Regions from separate parts of the Mus musculus genome. Here region 2 is linked to region 1. Evidence: chromatin contacts called from public Hi-C data. All regions are on one chromosome and are shown on one strand. The core of a region is the stretch at or near the end of the contact, and the rest is flanking DNA. Distances in the headings are between cores, read along the strand shown. Region 1 overlaps Rnf32 (ring finger protein 32). Region 2 overlaps Lmbr1 (limb region 1).

Region 1 (4,801 bases), core at 1,651-4,150:
GTTCCAACCATTTTCTTATATTTTTAAAATGTTTTCATCACAGAAGTGAAATTAATAATTCACAGTGAGAATAGGACAACAGAGGAACAAGTGTTACAGAAAGATAGTACATGTGCAAGACTTAGTCAGCCCGAGGCACAGCACACTGCCTTAGTAAGTTCAATATAGATTTATGATAATAGAAACAATTTTATATTTTACAAGAAAAATGGTTTCAGTAAAAACAACAACAAAAAGTTTGCAGTCCCATAAGAGGAACAACAATATGAACTAACCAGTACCCCCAGAGCTCCCAGGGGCTAAACCACCAACCAAAGAGTACACATGGTCAGACTCATGGCTCCAGCTGTGTATGTAGCAGAGGATGGCCTTGTTGGTCATCAATGGGAGGAGAGAGGCCCTTGGTCCTGTGAAGGCTCAATGCCCCAGTGTAGGGGAATGCCAAGGTCAGGAAGTGGGAGTAGGTGGATTGGTGAGCAGGGAGAGGGGAGGGGGAGTTTTTCGGAGGGGAAACCAGGAAGGAGGATAATATTTGAAATGTAAATTTAAAAATCTAATTTTAAAAAATGTTTAATGTTTTCAATTTATAAAGGCTAAAAAAAGTGTGCATATGACTTTGTGGTGTGTTTGTTCAGGTATGTGCATGTGTATAAATGGTGTGTGTGTCTGTCTGTGCGGCTATGTGTTTAGCCAGAAGTATACCCTGTTATACTGGTCTCTACCTTCTTTCCTTGAGACAGGGTCTCTCCCTGAGTGTGTGGGTTGTTAGACTAATTGGTCAGCAAGGCTCAGGAATCAACCTGTCTCTTGGAGTTGCAAGCATAGGCATCCATGTCTAGCTTTTTACTCTGGTGTTGGGGATTGAAACCAGGCCCTCATGTTGGAGCAGCAAGTGCTCTTCATGCACTGAGCCATCCTCTTGCCCCAAAACACCCTAACATGAGGTGGTAAATAAAGATGCTTTAGGAATTGGACATTAGTATATCTAAAATAAAAATGTAACTGCTGGCCCTGGCTCCTTAATATGTGAGAAACAATTTTTTTTTTTAATCAAAGGTAGTTAGCCCAACAAAGGCCCTTATTCCCAGAACTCCCATCTCTCTCAAGCCAATTAGCCAATCATAGCAGATTATAAAGTGTAGCTCCCACCTGTAGGATGAGAAATAGTTACTTTCTGCCTGTCTATTTCTGTGTTAATGAAAAACAGAAGCCATCTTGGTCAGATGTGTTTACCTAGTTAAGGTTTCAGGGCACTCCTTTTAACAAAAGAAACTGTCTTTGTAAACTTATTTTCACTTTCTTTGATTTAGCCCAAGCTAAATCAAAGATTGGTTTATTTTTTTTTTTAAGTTGGCCCTGCAGCTTGAACCTATGATGGTCTTCAAAAACAAAACTGTTTGCTAAAATTCAAGTCCAGTTTGAGGTAAATCAGTGTGCCTAGAGATTTCCTAGAAGTAACTACATTGAGAACAAATTCCAGAGCCACAGTGAACAATGTCTCTAGCAAGCTTCTTTGAGTGAGAGACTAGCTTTGTGATACAGTTAGCAGCATTCCAGAAATACCAAGTTGTTCTAGGAAGATAGGAGGCCCTATGTTTTTTCCCATGTCTGCTGGCCCATCTTAACTGCACAAAACTTAAGATTAGTAATTTAAGTATTGAGATCTGATTGAAGGTTTGAGTCAGAAACTGGAGAGTTTAGTAAATAGGACGTGTGAATAACAATGTGGAGGTAGCAAATTGACCATCTGCAGATGGTAACAATTCTTTTAATCTGGAAATTACCATATATTTAAGATATATCTCCTTTTCACCATGAACAAAGAGTAAAATTCACTTTTGCATTAGAAAGAAAGAAAGAAAGAAAGAAAGAAAGAAAGAAAGGAAAGAGAAAGAAAAAGGAAAGAGAGAAGGAAAGAGAGAAGGAAAAAGAAAGAAAGAAAGAAAGAAAGAAAGAGAGAGAGAGAGAGGGAGGGAGGGAGGGAGGGAGGGAGGGAGGGAGGGAGGGAAAGAAAGAAAGAAAGAAAGAAAGAAAGAAAGAAAGAAAGAAAGAAAGAAAGAGAAAGAGAGAGGGAGGGAGGGAGGGAAAGAAAGAAAGAAAGAAAGAAAGAAAGAAAGAAAGAAAGAAAGAAAGAAAGAAAGAGAAAGAGAGAGAGGGAGGGAGGGAGGGAAAGAAAGAAAGAAAGAAAGAAAGAAAGAAAGAAAGAAAGAGAGAGAGAGAGAGAGAGAAGGAAGGAAGGAAGGAAGGAAGGAAGGAAGGAAAGAAAGAAAGAAAGAAAGAAAGAAAGAAAGAAAGAAAGAAAGAAAGAAAGGCAGAGACAGAAAGAAAGTCTGTTACTACAAGAAATCCATCTGGCTCACTGCTGTCAAAGATGGGTAGACAGTGCTCCAGTGAGTCAGCAAAGTGGAAGTGGCATCTGGTCCCTTTCTGAGCAGCCACTGTGATCTGTGCCTCAGTGGAAACCAGAACTAAAGACATTTTAAAAACAAAATACCATTTATGTTAGTATCATATAATAGCAACTAAAAACAAAAGCTTTGCAGCACCAGTGTGACTGCTGAGCTGCAGCTTTGCCTTACAAAACTGACCTCATCAGATGCTCTACCACCTTAGCGGACATGTAGCTAAAGCCTCTAATCTGCTGGAGAACAGGCACTCTAGATCCAACTAAAGTCCCATCAGAAAAAAAGAAGTCTAATGAATAGAAAAGAAAGGGGTAATAATGCACTTGGGAGCTTTGTCCTTGAATGCTCCATATGCTGAGATGAATATGCTTTCAGTACTCTGGATCAGGTTAGCTCAGATCATTCTGAGTTTATAATCTATCTTGCTAAAACACAAATTGTGGTTCTACATTTTCCCCTTCTTTTCCTTGGAAAGTTAATGAAGCTCTTTTCTTTGGGTTTTATCCATCTAAATTCTACAAACACAATGTTCTCATACACTAAGACGTTCTCTTTCCAAGGTGGTCTGGATTTAAAATATCGTAGGCATGCTGCTAGCAAAACAGAAGCGGAGCAAAGTGGTGTAGTGTGACAACACAGGTTCTTTTAAGCACACTGAACTTTTGTGGTAAGAACTGCAAAGGTCAGGTGTTAGGTTTTGTACTGGTGAGTGTCAGGATTAAAATTCAGCAAGGGAGTGTTGGACCTGTGTGGCTGATACAGTAGTCTTGATACACTTACTTGCTTGGGAACTCAGATCAAAGGACCTAGAAAGGTCGGAAAGCTGATGTGCTAATTCCCCAGCAGTGTGTACAGAAAGCCTAGTGTGTCCCAAAGTGCAGTGGCCACTCCTTAGATGCCTTTGATCCTTATCTGGAAACTTTGCTAGCATCTGTCCTATAATTGAGGCATAGTCTTTTATTGCTGCAATTAAAACTTTCCAAATGCACTATGTTATCTCTGCTCCAGCTAAAGTCCAGACCATTGTTTGAGGGGTGAGGCTAACAATCCGTCAGATGCCGGACTTGAAGGCCCAGCTCTCACACACCCCCAACCCGTGACTTCTCTAGCTTTTTCATTTCCATCTCACCAAACAGCATAATGGTCCTGAAGTTTGTTCATCCCTTTGACTTCCTTTATCACATAGAGATGGCAAACATTCTGTTGCTAACTTGAAGTGGCTCCAAGCTGCAAGCCTGGAAGGATATTAAACCAGTAAAAGCTTATCAGCTGATGCATTGAGATGCTATAAATTCCAGGCTTTTCATTTTGCTTTTGAGGGTGGCCCTAAGTCAACACATTAGTAAGCAATTTGCTGACATTAGATGGATCACTTAGGACTCTCCTGAGCAGACAGAGTTCACCTAAATGCTTTTGTTGGTATTTTTTTTAACTTTTAGCCAGTGTACTGTTTTCAAATGACCACTAATTGCTTTACATATCAAGTACCTGGACTCCTGGTTATTAAATTTATCAAATATCCAAAATAGGAGATTTAAAAGGAAAAAAAAAGTTAAGGTATTCATATTTCTAAATTGAAATTTTGTTTTATCTGAAATTCATAATATTAAGCATTAATGTTTAAAAACTAGAACTAAGTTGACATGTTTTTCTTGTTATCCTTGCCCTTTGAAGTATGAAGGTTATTAATGAACATAAGTGAGGAAATAAGAATTTCTGAAAATAAGAATTTGACATTTCAGAAATATTTAGTAGTTGCTTTGGATTGATTACAGTGAGCACTCAGTCAATGTGTGTTGACTTGACTTTTTCAAGTATCAGCTCTAGCCGTGCAGAGATTCCTGTTGCTGAGCTGAGCAATCAGACTCTAGAGAGCAAGAGCAGTCCTTTCTGCCCCTTCAGAAACACATCCTGAGAAACTTCAGGGTGGTGACAATTTTACATTAGTGTTGTGCTTTTCAGCTCAACATTGGTGTTTTGTTGAATTTTGCCACCAGAAATCACTTCAAAATTTAGAGAAGCACCGTTCTTTCCCCTTTTCTCTCCTCCAAGTAGGAATTTGTATTGTGCTGCTTCCAAAAATGTACATTTAGGGCATCTCATTTCTTTTTCTAATTTTTTTATTGGATATTTTATTTGTCTACATTTCAGATGTTATCCCTTTCTCAGTTTCCCCTCAGGAAGTCCCCAAACCCCTCCCCCTACTACTCTGAGGGTCCTCACCCACCCACCTACCCTTTCCCGCCTCCCCGTGGCATCTCATTTCTAATCTTTTGCAAACCTGAAGTCAACTTTTTTTAGTATGAAGAACTTTACAGAGATGGATCAAGTACTTCCCTAGATCTGTGTTACTCATCTGAGGAAATAAGAAATGTACACAAAATAGATAACACTGG
Region 2 (4,709 bases), core at 93-2,592, 110 kb after region 1:
ACTTTTCAAAACTATGTTCTCTTATACTTGAGAATTCATTTAAAAAAAAAAAGTGACTAGATGGTCCTAAAGAAAAAGCAACTCACCCCCATGTAAGAAAGGCTACTTACAGCCCTTAGAAGATGTGACCAGCTCTCTAGGCCTAAAATGTCCTATTTGAATTAACACAGCTGTAAGTAGAGAATTCTGCTTCGCTAGATTTTCAATTCAAGCTGTGCATTCATCCTGCAGCCAGTAGCCAATTTCCACATCTCTGCACAACATGCAAGGAGCTGTTTTAAAATCAATTGCCCAGGGGAATCCATAGATGCATGGGAGCCATGTGCCACTTAGAGAATATACCAGATGTAAACTCAGTAAAACACCCCAGGAGGGTATCACAGGGGAAAGGGAAATGGAACTAGGCAGACTGTGAGTTTGTCATGACTCAAGTCACTGGGTACCTTTACACTAAGAAAGTTTCTACTCTCTCTCCAGTATTAGTCAGAAACAGATATGCCTGATGAAGTCAATCAGCAAACAGTCAGGCAGGAGCATACATGAGCACGTATACTCATCAGCCATCTTTGTAAACACTGTGATGACTGCAGTCAACCACAGCACGAAGAGCAGCCTCATAGTATAGTATAGTTCACTGTTCTAATATAGCCACAGAAGCCAGAGACTGCTGCTGCTGGAGAAACACTGAGAACCTGTGCAGATAGCCCCCAGGAGTCACATGTCATACCAGATTTCAAGACACTGAAGAGATATATATTTATTGTACAATGCTAGCACCCTTTGTAGCTTTCCTGTAACTGATTTTAAAACTGAATATATATGCATGCACTTTAAAATAACATTGACCACTTAATCTGAAACCATTTCTGTAGGCTCTGTAACACACCTTACCTTCCAGTAGCTTTTGTCAAAGGATGCAACCCCTAATGCTTAAACTGGCTTGTTTTGCTTCTACACTCTCTACTTCAAAGTGCAGAAAATAATTTAGAATGTTAGAGCACCTGATAATCTGACATTACTCAGGACTGGCCAGTGCTTTCGATCAACATGCTCATTAGCCAAGTGCATTCACAGACTACACACATCTTAATTAAATCACTGTGCTACGCACAACAGCACACTTAAGGTCTCCAGGGCTTTCAGTGTCCTTTCAGGCTCTTTCATCTCTCTTTTATTTTTAATTGAATATATCTATTTGCTTGTTTGTTGGGGGTGGGGGGAGAGCCTGTGGCACAGGGCACATGAGGGACCACTGGACAACTTGCAGGAGTCAGTTCTCTCCTTCTACCATATGGTTCTGAGGACTAACCTTAAGTCATCAGTCTTGGCAGCAAGCTGAATCATCTTGTCAGCGCCATCTGTCTTTTTACTATGGTGAAGCTGCTATTTTCTTAGGGCCATCTCCTCACTATTCTCCTTATAAATTGCAGGTCTAAAAATATATATATAAATGGTTTTGAAAACAGAAAAAAAAGGGGGGGGGGAATGTAATAAGTCCTAAGCTGTGCCTTTACATAAATTACCTCATTTAGTCATCAAACGAACACATCAGAGAGACAGACGTAGACAGACACAGGCCTGTAATCTCATGTTAATACCCAATGAACCCTCAGATCTCCCTTCCCTGGTCCCTTCTTCTTGGTGTGCCAGCGAAGTCAGGCTTCTTGGACACCATTAATTCTTGGACCCCACTCTACCTCCAAACCACAGCCATCTTTTCCCATCCTTAGCATTAACAAACAAATTATTTATACTGGTTTTTTATGACACCCATTCATCCCCTAGCTTCCCAAGTCAGAGCAATGGTGGTCACCACAGCCACTACCTGCTGAACTCGACTTCCTGGCCTCTACCTGCTGACAAACGTTAACCCCCTTGTGACCAGGAACCAGCATCCAGCATCTGATGATGTGGACTGCACTGTCCAAACAGTCAACACTTCAGTGCCATGAAAGACGAAAAAGGACATGGTGACCCGCGAAGGGTTTCGAGAGACAAGCATGCTTAAATATGTGCTTAGGACAAGGATTTTTAAAGCCATGTATGGACAAAACAGCAACCAACAAATTGGGGAAAGATCTTTACCAACCCTACACCCAACAGAAGGCTAATATCCAATATATACAAAGAATTCAAAAATTAGACTCCAGAGAACCAAATAATCCTATTAAAAAATGGGGTACAGAGCTAAACAAAGAATTCTCAACCAAGGAATACCGAATGGCTGAGATGCACCTAAAGAAATGTTCAACAACCTTAATCATCAGGGAAATGTAAATCAAAACAACCCTGAGATTCCACCTCACACCAGTCAGAATGGCTAAGATCAAAAACTCAGGTTACAGCAGATGCTGGCAAGAATGTGGAGAAAGAGGAACACTCCTCCATTGTTGGTGGGATTGCAAGCTGGTACAACCACTCTTGAAATCAGTCTGGTGGTTCCTCAGAAAATTGGACAAAGTACTACCTGAGGACCCAGCTATACCACTCCTGGGCATATACCCAGAAGATGTTCCACCATGTAATAAGGACACATGCTCCATTATCATAGCCAGAAGCTCAAAAGAACCCAGATGTCCCTCTACAAAAGAATGGATACCGAAAATGTGGTACATGTACACAATGGAATACTACTCAGCTATTAAAAACAATGAATTCATGAAATTCTTAGGCAAATGGATGGAACTGTAAAATATCACCCTAAGTGAGGTAACCCAATCACAAATGAACACACATGATATGCACTCACTGGTAAGTGGATATTAGCCCAATAGCTCAGAATACCCAAGATACAATTCACAGACGACATGAAGCTCAAGAAGAAGGAAGACCAAAGTATGGATACTTTGGTCCTTCTTAGAAGAGGAAACAAAATACCCATGTGTCTTAGTCAGGGTTTCTATTCCTGCACAAACATCATGACCAAGAAGCAAGTTGGGGAGGAAAAGGTTTATTCAGCTTAAACTTCCATACTGCTGTTCATCACCAAGGCAGTCAGGACTGGAACTCAAGCAGGTCAGAAAGCAGAAGCTGATGCAGAGGCCATGGAGGGATGGATGTTCATTACTGGCTTGCTTCCCCTGGCTTGCTCAGCCTGCTCTCTTATAGACCCCCAAGACTACCAGCCCAGGGATAGTCCCACCTACAAGGGGCCTTTCCCCCTTGATCACTAATTGAGAAAATGCCTTACAGTTGGATCTCATGGAGGCATTTCCTCAACTGAAGCTCCTTTCTCTGTGATAACTCCAGCTGTGTCAAGTTGACACAAAACTAGCCAGTACACCATGGGAGGAGATACAGAGACAAAGTGTGAAGCAGAGACTGAAGGAAAGACTATCCAGGGACTGCCCCACCTGGGGATCCATTCCATATATAGTCACCAAACCCAGAAAATATTGTGGATGCCAACAAGTGCTTGCTGACAGGAGCCTGATAGGAGTCTCCTGAGAGGCTCTGCCAGTGACTGACAAACACAGAGGTGGATGCTCTCTGCCAACCATTGGACTGAGTACAAGGTCCCCAATGGAGGAGCTAGAGAGAACCCAAGGAGCTGAAGGGGTCTGCAGCCCCATAGGAGGAACAACAATATGAACCAATTAGTACCCCCAGAGCTCCCAGGGACTAAACCACCAACCAAAGAGTACACAAGGAGGAACCCATGGCTCCAGCTGCATATGCAGCAAAGGATGGCCTTGTTGGACATCAATGGGAAGAGAGGCCCTTGGTCCTATAAGTCTCAATGCCCCAGTGTAGGGGAATGCCAAGACAAGGAAGTGGGAGTAGGTGGGGTGGTGAGGGGGGAGGGTTTTCAGAAGGGAAACCAGGAAAGGGGATAACATTTGAAATGTAAATAAAGAAGATATCTGTGATGGTTTGTATATCCTTGGACCAGGGAGTGGCACCATCTGAAGGTGTGGCCTTGTTGAAATAGGTGTGACCAGGTTGGAATGGGTGTGTCACTGTGGGTGTGGGTATAAAATCCTCACCCTAGTTGCCTGGAAGTCAGTCTTCCACTAGCAGCCTTTGGATGAAGATATAGAACTCTCAGCTCCTCCTGTGCCATGCCTGCCTGGATACTGCCATGCTCTCACCTTGATGATAATGGACTGAACCTCTGAACCTGTAAGCCAGCCCCAATTAAATGTTGTTGTTTTTTTATAAGACTTGCCTTGGTCTTGGTGTCTGATCACAGCAGTAAAACCCTAACTAAGACAATATCTAAGAAAAAGAAAAAGAAAAAAAAGAAAAGTTATGAGTAAAAATAATTAACAACAAGAGTTGTATAAATGTGGACATGAGATGTGATGCTTGTCTCTTGGGCCACTGCTCAGCTGTTTCTCCCTGCTGATGTGAGGTCTAAGGGAGTGGTTCTCAGCCTGTGGGTCAAAACCTCTTTTAGGGTTAAGTGACCCTTTCATAGGGGTTGCCTAAGACCATCAGAAAACACAGATACTTACATTACAATTCATAGCAGTAGCAAAGTTACAGTTATGGAGTAGCAATTAAAATAATTTTATGGTTGGGGTCACTACAACATGATGAAGTGTATTACAGCGTTGCAGCATTAGGAAGTTTGAAACCCACTGGTCTAACACAAGAGGTGATTATTCCTGGGTTTTGCCTCTGAGTCTTAATTCCAGAGCCTGTTGTCAATTATGCCTCACAAGCTATAACTGAGTCCCTTTACTGGCTGGTCAGTGCAGACAAAG

What was found. Hi-C and Micro-C count contacts between places; a contact is called where the count stands out from the background.
Region 2: a Hi-C map of the N1E-115 cell line shows a contact between it and region 1, with 6 times the contacts expected there. The contact joins two enhancer-like sites. A contact is called at or near these places in 3 of 39 promoter capture datasets (cranial neural crest, hippocampal neurons and liver), 1 of 484 Hi-C or Micro-C datasets (the N1E-115 cell line) and 1 of 9 other capture datasets (pancreatic islet).

The regions. Positions count from the first base shown.
Region 1 is chr5:29,208,896-29,213,696 of GRCm38.p6, forward strand. All of the region lies in intron 8 of Rnf32 (ring finger protein 32), which reads left to right. Among named protein-coding and RNA genes, the nearest start is that of Rnf32, 15 kb to the left of the region's middle. RefSeq lists an enhancer at 3,103-3,909. Within about 2 kb of position 2,901, at least 25 of the 459 cell types and tissues checked have an H3K27ac peak or open chromatin away from gene starts, as enhancers often do. A contact at or near this core is called in the N1E-115 cell line, where this site is marked.
Region 2 is chr5:29,316,294-29,321,002 of GRCm38.p6, forward strand. All of the region lies in intron 5 of Lmbr1 (limb region 1), which reads right to left. Among named protein-coding and RNA genes, the nearest start is that of Gm42244, 45 kb to the left of the region's middle. Within about 2 kb of position 1,343, at least 9 of the 459 cell types and tissues checked have an H3K27ac peak or open chromatin away from gene starts, as enhancers often do. A contact at or near this core is called in the N1E-115 cell line, where this site is marked.